Regions from separate parts of the Sus scrofa genome. Here all the other regions are linked to region 1. A link is a contact called in public HiChIP or PLAC-seq data. All regions are on one chromosome and are shown on one strand. Each heading gives the region's core, a stretch centred on a gene start, on an enhancer-like site or on the middle of the called end of the contact. The rest is flanking DNA. Distances are from core to core; before and after follow the strand shown. Region 1 holds the start of IGF2BP3 (insulin-like growth factor 2 mRNA-binding protein 3). Region 2 holds the start of MALSU1 (mitochondrial assembly of ribosomal large subunit protein 1). Region 3 holds the start of GPNMB (glycoprotein (transmembrane) nmb).

Region 1 (3,338 bases), core at 323-2,822:
GCCACGCGAAGCCCCCAGTGCTCGCCAAGGGCACCCCGCCACCCCCGGAGGCCGTGGCTCGAGGCCCCGCAGCCAGGCGCCGCAGTGTGGCTCGCTCCCTGGCGACCCTTGGCCACCGGTGCCCACCTGCCCCTCTCGCTCGTCGGACGCGGGAAGGTTCAGCAAAGAACCCGGGTCGCCCTCGCCCGCCTCCCGCAGGGTCGTAAGGAAGCTCAGCAGCGGGGTCAAGGCCACTCTGAGTTCTCTAGCTGCCGGAATCTGGGGCGGGAGAGGGGCAATGAATCCAACGCCATAAAAGAAGAGAGCAGAGAGGAAGCAAGGAACGAGAAGCAGGCGTTCGAGCTCGGCTCCCAAGGCCCGGCGTTACGGAGCCTGGAGCAAGCGCCTGGGCCCGGGCGGGGTGCGGGGCGAGTGCACCGCCCCCCCTCCCAGCCCGGCGCCGCACGGTCCCCTGCTCCCCTCGGAGCCCGCGCCCGGGCTTTCTTGACAGCGAGTCCGCCCTCAGCCCGCAAATCCCGGCGGGGGAGGGGAGCCCGGGGGCCGGGAAGGCGCAGAGGCTGGGGGAAGCGCCCGGACCCATGCGTGTGGGCTCCCGGGCCTCGTCCCCTCTCCGTACCCGCACCCACCCAAGCCTGGGCCCAGTGTGGACAACCCGGTGTTAGCCACCGGCCTGGCTCCCGGCCCCCGACCCCGGCAGGCCCGGGCGGGCGGCGCGGGGCTAGGCAGGCGCCCTGGCAGGGCCCGGCCGGGGCCCACCTGAAAACGCCTCGATGGCCTTGAGGGCCCAGCTCTCGTCCGGACAGTCCACGAACGCGTAGCCAGTCTTCACCAGGAACGGTCCCGACACTGGGATCTTGGCGTCCTTGAAGATACTTTCCAGGTCCGAGGGGACGGCGTTCTCGCTGAGGTTTCCAATATACAGTTTGTTCATTGTGAAAGAGTGGTTGTTTAAAAAAAATTAAGAGAGAAACGAAAAATTAAAACCACCCACAGAGACGGATGGATCCTGGGGGTTTTGTTCCCCTCCTCTTCTCGCCGTTAAAATACACGAACACAGTAAGAACCAAGAACAAGAACGAGGAGCGAAAAATCAGATCCGAGGGTTCCTGTTTTTCCTTTCCTAGGTATTAAAAAAAAAAAAAAAAAAAAAAAGAAGGAAAAAGCCTTGCTACAACCCAAACGCATCAACGAGTCTTCCTAACTCGGAGGAGGAGGCGGGATTAGCGAGGAAAAGGAGACGAAGAGGGGAGGGGGAAAATACTTTTTGTCTCTTCCTCCCCAGCCCCTCTGGCATCGGCCAGCGGACAGTGAAAATATCACACTACGTTAGGGCAGGCGCCGCCTCCCCATAAAAAACCCTGAAGGGTGACTGGCAGGAGAGGAGGGGAGAAAGGGGTGGAGGGAGGAAGACGCAGGAGGCGGAAAAAATCCGCTCCGAGTGTCCGGCTTTTTGAATGAGCCACGTGTTCAAACTACAAATCAACGTCTCACGTGAGGAATCCCAGCGCCTCAATTAGAGTGGGTTTCGGAGGAAAAAAAAAGAGCTACCAGGAGGAGGAAGAGGGGGAGGGGAAATGAGCTTGGGCGAGGGACCCTGAGAAGGGGGAGGAGGAAGAGGTGGGGGGGGAAATGCTAAAGGAGCCGCAGCCCGCGCGCGAAGGGGAGCGCGGCAGGGGGAGCTGATGGTTACTGCAGAGTTTAGAAAGGGTTATCTGGCTGGGGCGGATCCTGAGGCGGGGGAGGGGAAGAATATTGATTTATTTTTTGTTTTTTTAATGAGAGTGGGGGTGCTAACTAGGCAATTCCTCAGCTCTAGTTACTGGAGTTTTAAATATTCGATTTTTTTAAAACAGGTAATTAACAAAGCCAAAGAGTCACCATTCCGAACTCTCCTTGCGGCTTTGATGACAGAAGTGTAACCACGGCGAAGCCGCGAGCACCTTTCCAGGGCTGGCAGGGACGGAAACACAGCGAGGGGGTGGGGTGGGTGGGCGAGGAGAAGCGGACCGACACGCCCCACCCTATACACCGTTTACTGGGCCCGGCACCGGGGAAGTGGGGCGGCCCCGAGCCAGGGCAGTGGGGGATGGGAGCCCGCGGCGTCCTGGGCGGGTGTCTGGGCGACACCTCCTCCGCCTGAGCTCGCGGTGGCTCTCGGCTTCGCGTTTGCCATTGGTTGCACGATTCAGAAAAGGCTCCGGGATCAATGAGGCCGGGGGTGGGCTTGGCCACTGGTGGGGGAGGGGAGCTCAGGGGCTGGGGCTTCTGGTTTGGGGTTGGGGGTGTCCCGGGCTCGGAGGCCGGAGCAGAGAAGTGTGAGTGGGAAAAGGCGGTATTTAAACGGAAACTATTTCTTCCTGTAGTTTCCAGAGGAGGAGGAGGAGTGCGGTGGGCTGGTACTTTTATTTAAAGAATTTTAGTTGGAGAACTTGGGACTCTTAAAACAGAGAAGACCGCGCTGCGATTCCCCTAAGTGGTATTTGCACTTGAAAAATTCTTCGAGTCTCTTTCTGCCTATTTTCTGCCCGCATTTGGCCTTGAGAACCATTCATAATTTCCCCTGTAGGTTACGAGCACAATGGTGGGTGTATGGGGGGAGGGTCTGGGCCCGGTGGAGACTTCTGGGCCAACAAAATGAAGACTGGAGATGAGGAATACGGAAATGAGCGCTGGGGTACTTGTGGAAATCTCCAAGTGTCGTTTAAAGATTGTGTACTCCACTCTAAGGCTTCATTTACACCAGATACTTGTATATTTTTAACAGGTATTCCATAGAACAGACTGCTTATTTTTAAAAAGTGAATGAAATTCCATATAAGATGGAAATATGAACAAGAATCTCTAATGACTTAGTACTCTTACTATTAGAAAAATGCATTATGTAGGAGAAAATACTGTTTACAGTGAAATATCTTCAGTAATTATGACAATTGATAATAGTTCATTTATCTTGGTCAAACCCTTATACGGCATTTAAAAGTGTGTATTTTCCCATTTAAAGATGAGTGGCAGATTATGTTTGAAATATGTGGGAATTATTGCTTGAGAAAAAGAGCATTTACGTATTTTCTTTTAAAAGGAACTTAAAATTTTGTGTTAAGAAACCGGAAGGTGTTAGATCATCCATTTTAAATGCAACTGTTCTTTCTAACAGGTTTTTCTTTCCTGCCAAGCAAATCCAACTTTTTAAACGTAAACCCAGTTTCACAATATTTTCACTTACATTTAATTTAGTGCAATTCTTCCTTTATGAGATGGAGGGGACAAACGTCCTTGTGTAAAATGTTCAGAACTGTATTATGAGCTCTATCTTCAAAAAACATTTTAGTGGTGAAATT
Region 2 (3,418 bases), core at 823-3,322, 180 kb before region 1:
GCTAGGCTTTATCAGAATTGTGGGTTCAAGGCATTTCCCTCCTCATGATGCCTATTTATAAACAAACGATATACCAATTTCCATATGATTACTACACACAAAGCACTGTGGTGTGTAATTTGTATTTTTCTTTTTTTCTTTTTCAACCACTCCTTCAGCATATGGAAGTCCCCAGGACAGGGATCAAATCCAAGCTACAGCCACCACCTATGCCACAGCTGGCACAATGTTGGATCCTTAACCCACTGTGCAACAGTGAGAACTCCTATATTTATTATTTTATTTCATGTTTCAAGACAACTCTATAAGAAAACATTATAATTCCCATTTTACAGGTAGGAAGCTCTTAAAGTCTCAGGAAGATTAAGTAACTTTAATTGTACACTGCTAGTAAACAGAAGAGCTGGAAATAAATCTAAGTCTTTTCCCGTAGGTTCTCATCCTTTCAAACATGGTAAATGTGGTAAAGACATTTATGAACAAAGGGATGAAGTGTTTCTGAAGGACCACCCGAGAGAGTCAGGGGACATATCTTCATGTTTAAGGTAGGTCTTACAGAGTGAGTCTAAGTTTGTCAGGTGTAAAGATGGAAGAAGGGCATTCTAGAAAAAAATGAAGTGGAATATTATGTGCAAAGCTCAGCATAGAAAGGTTATGGTGTGTTTGGAAAACAGCAAAAAGCAGATAAGGCTAAAATAATTCTAGCTGTCAGCATGGAGGATAGAAAGAGTAAAGATGGATTGGTGACAATAGAGACAGGTGGGAGGCTATCTCAGCAATTAGCCAACCGCTACTGAGGGCTCAGACCAAGAAGGTTAGTGGGAATGAAGACAATAAGTTGGATTCAAAAAATATTTCAGAGGTAGCATAAGCAGCATTTGATGATGGAATAGTTGTTTCAGGGAAATTATGCAGTGAATTTGGGGGACAATGACCCATTAAACGAGACAGCAAATACAAGTGGTAAAGCAGGTTTGGGATGCTCAGATAAAAGAGTGGAAACACACCTAATGCAAATGCTGGGGGAAGCATGTTCATACCCATGCCTATGGGGAAATGGAAGTAAAGAGGATGAAACAACTTTCTAGCACTTTATTCTTCCTGTTTTCAAAAATAACTTGAGACAACTGTCAATATTTGTGGTGGTGCACACAGTTGCTTATATTAGTTTCTGTAGTTTTTAATTTTAAAAAGTAATGCTTGGAATTATTTCTTTAAAAGAAATAATGTATCAAGCCTCTGGAATACCCACTATGTGCTTGGAACTGTTCTAGGCATTTGAGATATTTGCCTTCTACTTGCCTCTTCCTTTCAGGAGTGATCCAGCTGGACTTTAGAAATAGGTGGTTCCATTTTGCCCCGAGGCCAGTGACTCTTCCTTCCTGGGTCTCTTTCACCTCTCAACTCCTATGATTCAATACTGTAAGGGCAACTCAGTATTCCTTATTCTCACCGAGGTGGGCCCCACAGTGCAGTTCATTGCCATAATTCCTTTCGGGGAGTGTACCTGAAGGGCTGACTTACTTAGAACGTTTTCCAAATGGTCTTTTACACCTCTGCCTCCTACCCAATCGTAGCCAAAAATAATTGATTTTCCTCATGGACTTTCAAATTTGCAAGGGAATCTCGGTAACATTTTTGGTAATGGGGTAATCCTAATTCCTTACTAACCAAGAGCAGCAATTTCTGTACTTTAAGCTTTACGCGCTGTGAGCGAACAGTTAAAAACAAAATAAAAATTTCTCCTTTCACGCAGTTTACATTCTAATGAACGGAGATGTCAAAAAAAACAACAAAAACAAACAATACAAGGACGACACAGTGCATCATTATTGTGCAGGGCAAAGTAAGGTGAGTAGTGAAATACGAGTCTCTTGACTCCTGAGAAACCGAATCTTAAGTAAATTCTTCCGGGTCTCTGACCTCCGCCCGCTTGGGTTTCATACTCCGCCCACTGCCCCACCTTCTGGCACTGGCCACACCCACGCTCATGACGTCTATTTTCCCGGCCCTGGCTCACTGACCTGGCCAATCGAAAGCCACAGACCCGCTAGAGCCCCCTTAAGCCCCGCCTGGTGAGTCGACGCACTTTGACGGCGATGTGGCCCGGCGGCAGCTTGGCGCGGCGGGTCGGGTCGCTTCTCTGGCGCCGGGCCCTTTACCCTGGAGCCTGGCCTGCGGTTAGCGTGGGGCCCCGGTTTCAGCAGCTGGCGGTGGGACAGCTTCCGGCGAGACCAGCGCTCGGCCATGCCTGCTCGGCCCCTGGCCGCAAGCGTGGCCTGCACGGGGTGCCGGGCCTGGAGGAGCGAATCCAGGGGACAGCCGGCGAGGGGCGCCCGGAGTCAGGCCCTGCAGGTACGGGCTAGGAGGAGGGAGCCGTGTTCCAGGCGAGGAGGCTCTGGTTTCCCTCTTTATGCGTTTCTTTTGGGTCACAAAACTACAGAGCAGAGCTGGAAGGGACTACAAAGGTTGTCGGCGCCACCTTTGCATTTTGCAGTGAGGCCAAGAGGTGAACTGAAGTCTCGCAAACCCCAGGCGCCCCCGGACCCTTGGCCACACAACGTAGCTGTTCTCATCCCCCTTTACATCCTTCCTAGGGTTCTGAGAAATGGACTTGTCGAGAGTATTGGGGCGTGAGGATTTTTAGGAAGAGCTAGGGGCTAGAGGCTGAGGGGTGCGTAAGAAGCGCTAAGATGGAGCTAATTTAAGATCCTGTAATTATTAGAAGTTTTTAGAAACTTGAGAGATGGTAAACGTATCACATCTGTGAAAGACCAGAGTATGAGAGGGAGAGATCTTGGTGGACTTAGCCCCTAGGTCTTTGGGAGTCAGCTTTAGAATTTAAGAGAGCTATAAATCCACAGGCTCTAATTCTCCAAGGTGAAAAACAGAATATCTAAATCTCTACAGAAAAAGAAAAAAAAAAAAAAAAAAGGTTTTCACCGTATCAGTTGTTACATAACCCAAATGGCATTGTAAGAAAAACTTAAGAGTTGAAAATGAGAATTGTTCTTAAAATTTTAACTCTCTGATCATTGATGGATTTGGGGCCACAAACGTACTCTGCTAGGTCTCAGTTTCTCTCTCAAATGAAGGTTATGGACCAGATACTACTACCTAAGAGCCCTTCCTGTTCACAGTTCTAGTTCTGTGACCCTTTATGGCTGAGATTCAATTTAAGATGCCCCAAGATACTACCACCTCCCCAAATTGTGCTCCTGTTTTTCTCTCTTTGTATAGCAGTTCTCTGCTTGAACTGTATACCTCATTTCATCAAGCACTAGAACGGAAAGCTGTTGTTGCTAATAGTTCTATTTGCATGTGCTAATAGGAAAGGATGTGTGGTGGCTGTCTGACCTGAGCACCCTTCCCATGAAAGTTGAGGGGTATTACAGGAGACCATAGCCCAGGTTCAGCT
Region 3 (3,357 bases), core at 400-2,899, 230 kb before region 1:
TTCCAGCTTTTTTCTCTTCATATTTGCTTCAAAGGCTGTAAAAGCAGCTCTAAAGAGCTTGCATGGCCTCAGGGTAGGGAGTTTCACAGACTATTTATTTCTACTCCTCATTAGCACAACTGAAACATAAACCATTACCCCAAATTTTATCCAGGGCTTCGTTTTTTGTTTTTTTTTGTTTGTTTGTTTGTTTTGTTTTGTTTTGTTTTTGCTTTTTTTGCTTTTTTAGTGCCGCAGCATATAGAGGTTCTCAGGCTAGGGGTCTAATCAGAGCTGTTGCTGCTGGCCTACGCCAAAGCTACAGCAATGCCAGATCTGAGCCATGTCTGCAACCTACAACACTGCTCATTGCAATGCGGGATTCTTAACCCACTGAGTGAGGCCAGGAATTGATCTGCAACCTTAAGGTTCCTAGCGGATTCATTTCTGCTGTGCCACACCGGGAACTCCAACCAGGGCTTCTATATAAGCTGAAAATGGTTATGTGGATGTGACTTAGAGAATGATCATGTGCAGTAAAGTGTTGAGGGTGTCACATTTTCTGCACATTCTGTAACCAGAAGCAATGTGATAAAAACTTATGTTCAAGCTCATTTTTATATTTAATGCCTGCTTTATGTAACATGAAATAAATAGGCTGTATGTTTAATGCAATTGACTCAGTGACAGATCATAAAGAAGTGTTTTGGGAGCAGGCATCAAAAAGGATTCAGGTTGGCGGAGTTCCCATGGTGGCACAGCAGAAACGAATCCAACTAGGAACCATGAGGTTGTGGGTTCAATCCCTGGCCTCACTCAGTGGGTTAAGGATCTGGCATTGCTGTGAGCTGTGGTGTAGGTCACAGACTCGGCTCGGATCCCCCGTTGCTGTAGCTGTGGTGTAGGATGGCAGCTGTAGCTCTGATTGCACCCCTAGGCTGGGAACCTCCATATGCTGAGAGTGCAACCCTAAAAAGCAAAAAAAAAAAGGGGGGGGTGATTCAGGTTGTGCCAAAAGTTACATGGAATTGCCCAGATATCCTAAAATGCACTTTGGAGTAAATTGCTAAACTACCAGAAGCTGTGCAGCTGTTTCAAACACCTTCTGGTACAACATATGTTTTTATCCGTATACATCATCCATAATTTCAAGTGATGTACGAGGTCTCTTCCCATCTTTGTGTCCTCTTGGGGGAAGGAAATGTGCAAGCATTAGCTACAACTAGGAAGAACAGATCATCTAAATTGTAGCAAAAGAAGCATAACTGTGACATCTCAACATGATCTGTGTGAGTGAATCAGTAAAGGAAATATATGCAGCAAGTTGATAAGCAATGAGACTGGTAATTGAAATTTGGGGAAGGATATCAAAACAGGGTCCAGAGGACAGAAAGTCCTTTAACTAGAAATAGGAAATCACAACACTGAAATGGTGTGCATTTGAAAAGTGAATAGATGCTAAGAGCGAATGAGTCAGAAGCACATGAGTTCTAAGTGGTTGAACTCCAGAGAGCAGATCAAGCAATGCTGTTTAATACCATCACATGATCTGCCCCGAGGCCCAGTATTTCATTAAAACAAGGAACAGGGCACAGCAGAAGCCAGGAGAGCACTGTTCTTAGTGGATGGAGCCAGAAGAGTTACAAGTTAAACCTTGATTTCCCGGGTCTGTGAAGATTCAGCATGGAATGTCTCTACTGTTTTCTGGGATTTCTGCTTCTGGCTGCAATATTGCCACTTGATGCCGCCAAACGTGAGTAACTCAATTTCTGTGTTTAATCCATTCTCTGGCTATTAGCTGAAGTCATGGGTTTGTCTGAAGTAACACTGAGCCAGAAGTTGGACTTGAGGAAGCATTTATGCTCACTTGTTTCTTCTCCTGGGAACCACTGGGGATGTTGAAACTCTGGCAAAATGGTTTCAGTTCCATTCTTTGCTCCAGTCTCTTGGAAGGAAAAGACATGCAATGCAGCCCCTCTCTGGTGGAGCTTTTTCCCATCAAAATTGCCACCCATTCTATTGGAGACTGTGGGGGGAATAGGGCTGTGAAGGACCCAGTCCCTGGCCTGAGAACACAGCAACTCGCTACCCACTAAAATTTGTCTGGTTTCTATCCAACAGGGTAGAGCCCTCAGATAAAAGGTCCCAAAGTCTGGAAACAGGCTTTCTAATAATCCCAATCCAGAAGCTGGTGCCCATCCTGCTGATACGTTTCACAGGCCTGTGGGGGTTTGCTGCTGCTGTAGTGAGATTATGAGAGAAGAGCTGAAGCCCTGGGTCTCTTTTCTAGTTAAGAGACTTTAACAGTGTTCATGCACAGGTCAATAAGATCAGAATCATCGGAGGTGGGGTCGGAGCATCCTTGCCTAAAAAGCCCCTCTTGGGAATTCCCACTGTGGCTCAGTGGAAACGAACCCGACTAGTATCCATGAGGATGTGGGTTAGATCTCTAGCCTCAGAACTCAGTGAATTGATCCAGCATTGCCACAGAGCTGCAGTGTAGTTTGCAGACACGGCTCATATCCCACGTTGCTGTGGCTGTGATGTAGGCCAGCAGCTGTGGCTCTGATTCGACCCCTAGCCTGGGAATCTCCATATGCCTCACCTGTGGCTCTTACAATGTCCTCTTGTGATTGGGATGGAAGCCAGAGTTGCTGAGCCACTGAGAGGCCCACCATGTGTAGTGGCCATGCCAGCTGCTTGGCTTATATCACTCTGTGGTCCCCACAACCACCTTTGTGGAGCAGATGGCCCTCACACACTATTCCACAGGTAAGGAAATGAGAAACCCAGTTCTAGTTTTTCACCTCCTGGGCCCAGCTCTGAGCTAATCCCCAACACACGTGCACACCTCCCTCTCACTGCTCCTACAGGGAGAGAAAAGCCTACCGCAGGTGGCCCTTGCAGAGCGCTGCTGGGTGGAGGAGTGAGAGAAGGAAGGGAGAGAGCCGCTTCTGGACCCCAAGCTTGGGCCGGTTCCCAGGGGCGAGAAAGAGGCCCGGGGTTGAGGGTGCGCTGGGGGCACCTGGAGCCCCGGGTAGTAGGGGGGCTGGGCTGAGGACCTAGGGTGTGTGGAGGGGAGGAGAGTGGCGGGAGGACAGTTCTTCAGCAGGTGCTTAGACCAGAAGCTGGGGCACCTTAGGCCCAGGGAGACTCTCACCCACGGTCTGCGGTGACTATCACAGGACAGGAAGGGGGCCCTCGACCTTGACCAGAGAGCCCACATGCAGACATACAGGGACTGCGCCGGTGGGACCGGAGAGCTGCTGCCTGGGATTTGGCACGTGTAGGGGTAACCGTGCCGCCAGAGGCCTGGCAACAGCCAAAGGAGGCTAGCACTGGCCCCTGTTCCAGATAAGGGGACATGGGCTGCAAGAG

The links. HiChIP or PLAC-seq counts read pairs in DNA pulled down with a chosen protein or histone mark.
Region 2: a contact with region 1 is called in an H3K27ac HiChIP or PLAC-seq map of alveolar macrophages. The contact joins the promoter of MALSU1 here to the promoter of IGF2BP3 in region 1. A contact is called at or near these places in 5 of 47 Hi-C or Micro-C datasets (embryonic fibroblasts, fetal heart ventricle, psoas muscle and 1 more) and 2 of 2 datasets of contacts at active chromatin or transcription factors (alveolar macrophages and skeletal muscle).
Region 3: an H3K27ac HiChIP or PLAC-seq map of alveolar macrophages shows a contact between it and region 1. The contact joins the promoter of GPNMB here to the promoter of IGF2BP3 in region 1. A contact is called at or near these places in 1 of 5 promoter capture datasets (fetal liver) and 1 of 2 datasets of contacts at active chromatin or transcription factors (alveolar macrophages).

What each region holds. Positions count from the first base shown.
Region 1 is chr9:92,270,692-92,274,029 of Sscrofa11.1, forward strand. IGF2BP3 (insulin-like growth factor 2 mRNA-binding protein 3) reads right to left here and starts at 1,573. Exons shown (of 14, transcript XR_002335867.1): 1 at 757-1,573.
Region 2 is chr9:92,086,337-92,089,754 of Sscrofa11.1, forward strand. It overlaps MALSU1 (mitochondrial assembly of ribosomal large subunit protein 1), which reads left to right and starts at 2,073. Exons shown (of 4, transcript XM_021063453.1): 1 at 2,073-2,355. The coding sequence starts at 2,100.
Region 3 is chr9:92,036,152-92,039,508 of Sscrofa11.1, forward strand. GPNMB (glycoprotein (transmembrane) nmb) reads left to right here and starts at 1,650. Exons shown (of 11, transcript NM_001098584.1): 1 at 1,650-1,732. The coding sequence starts at 1,663.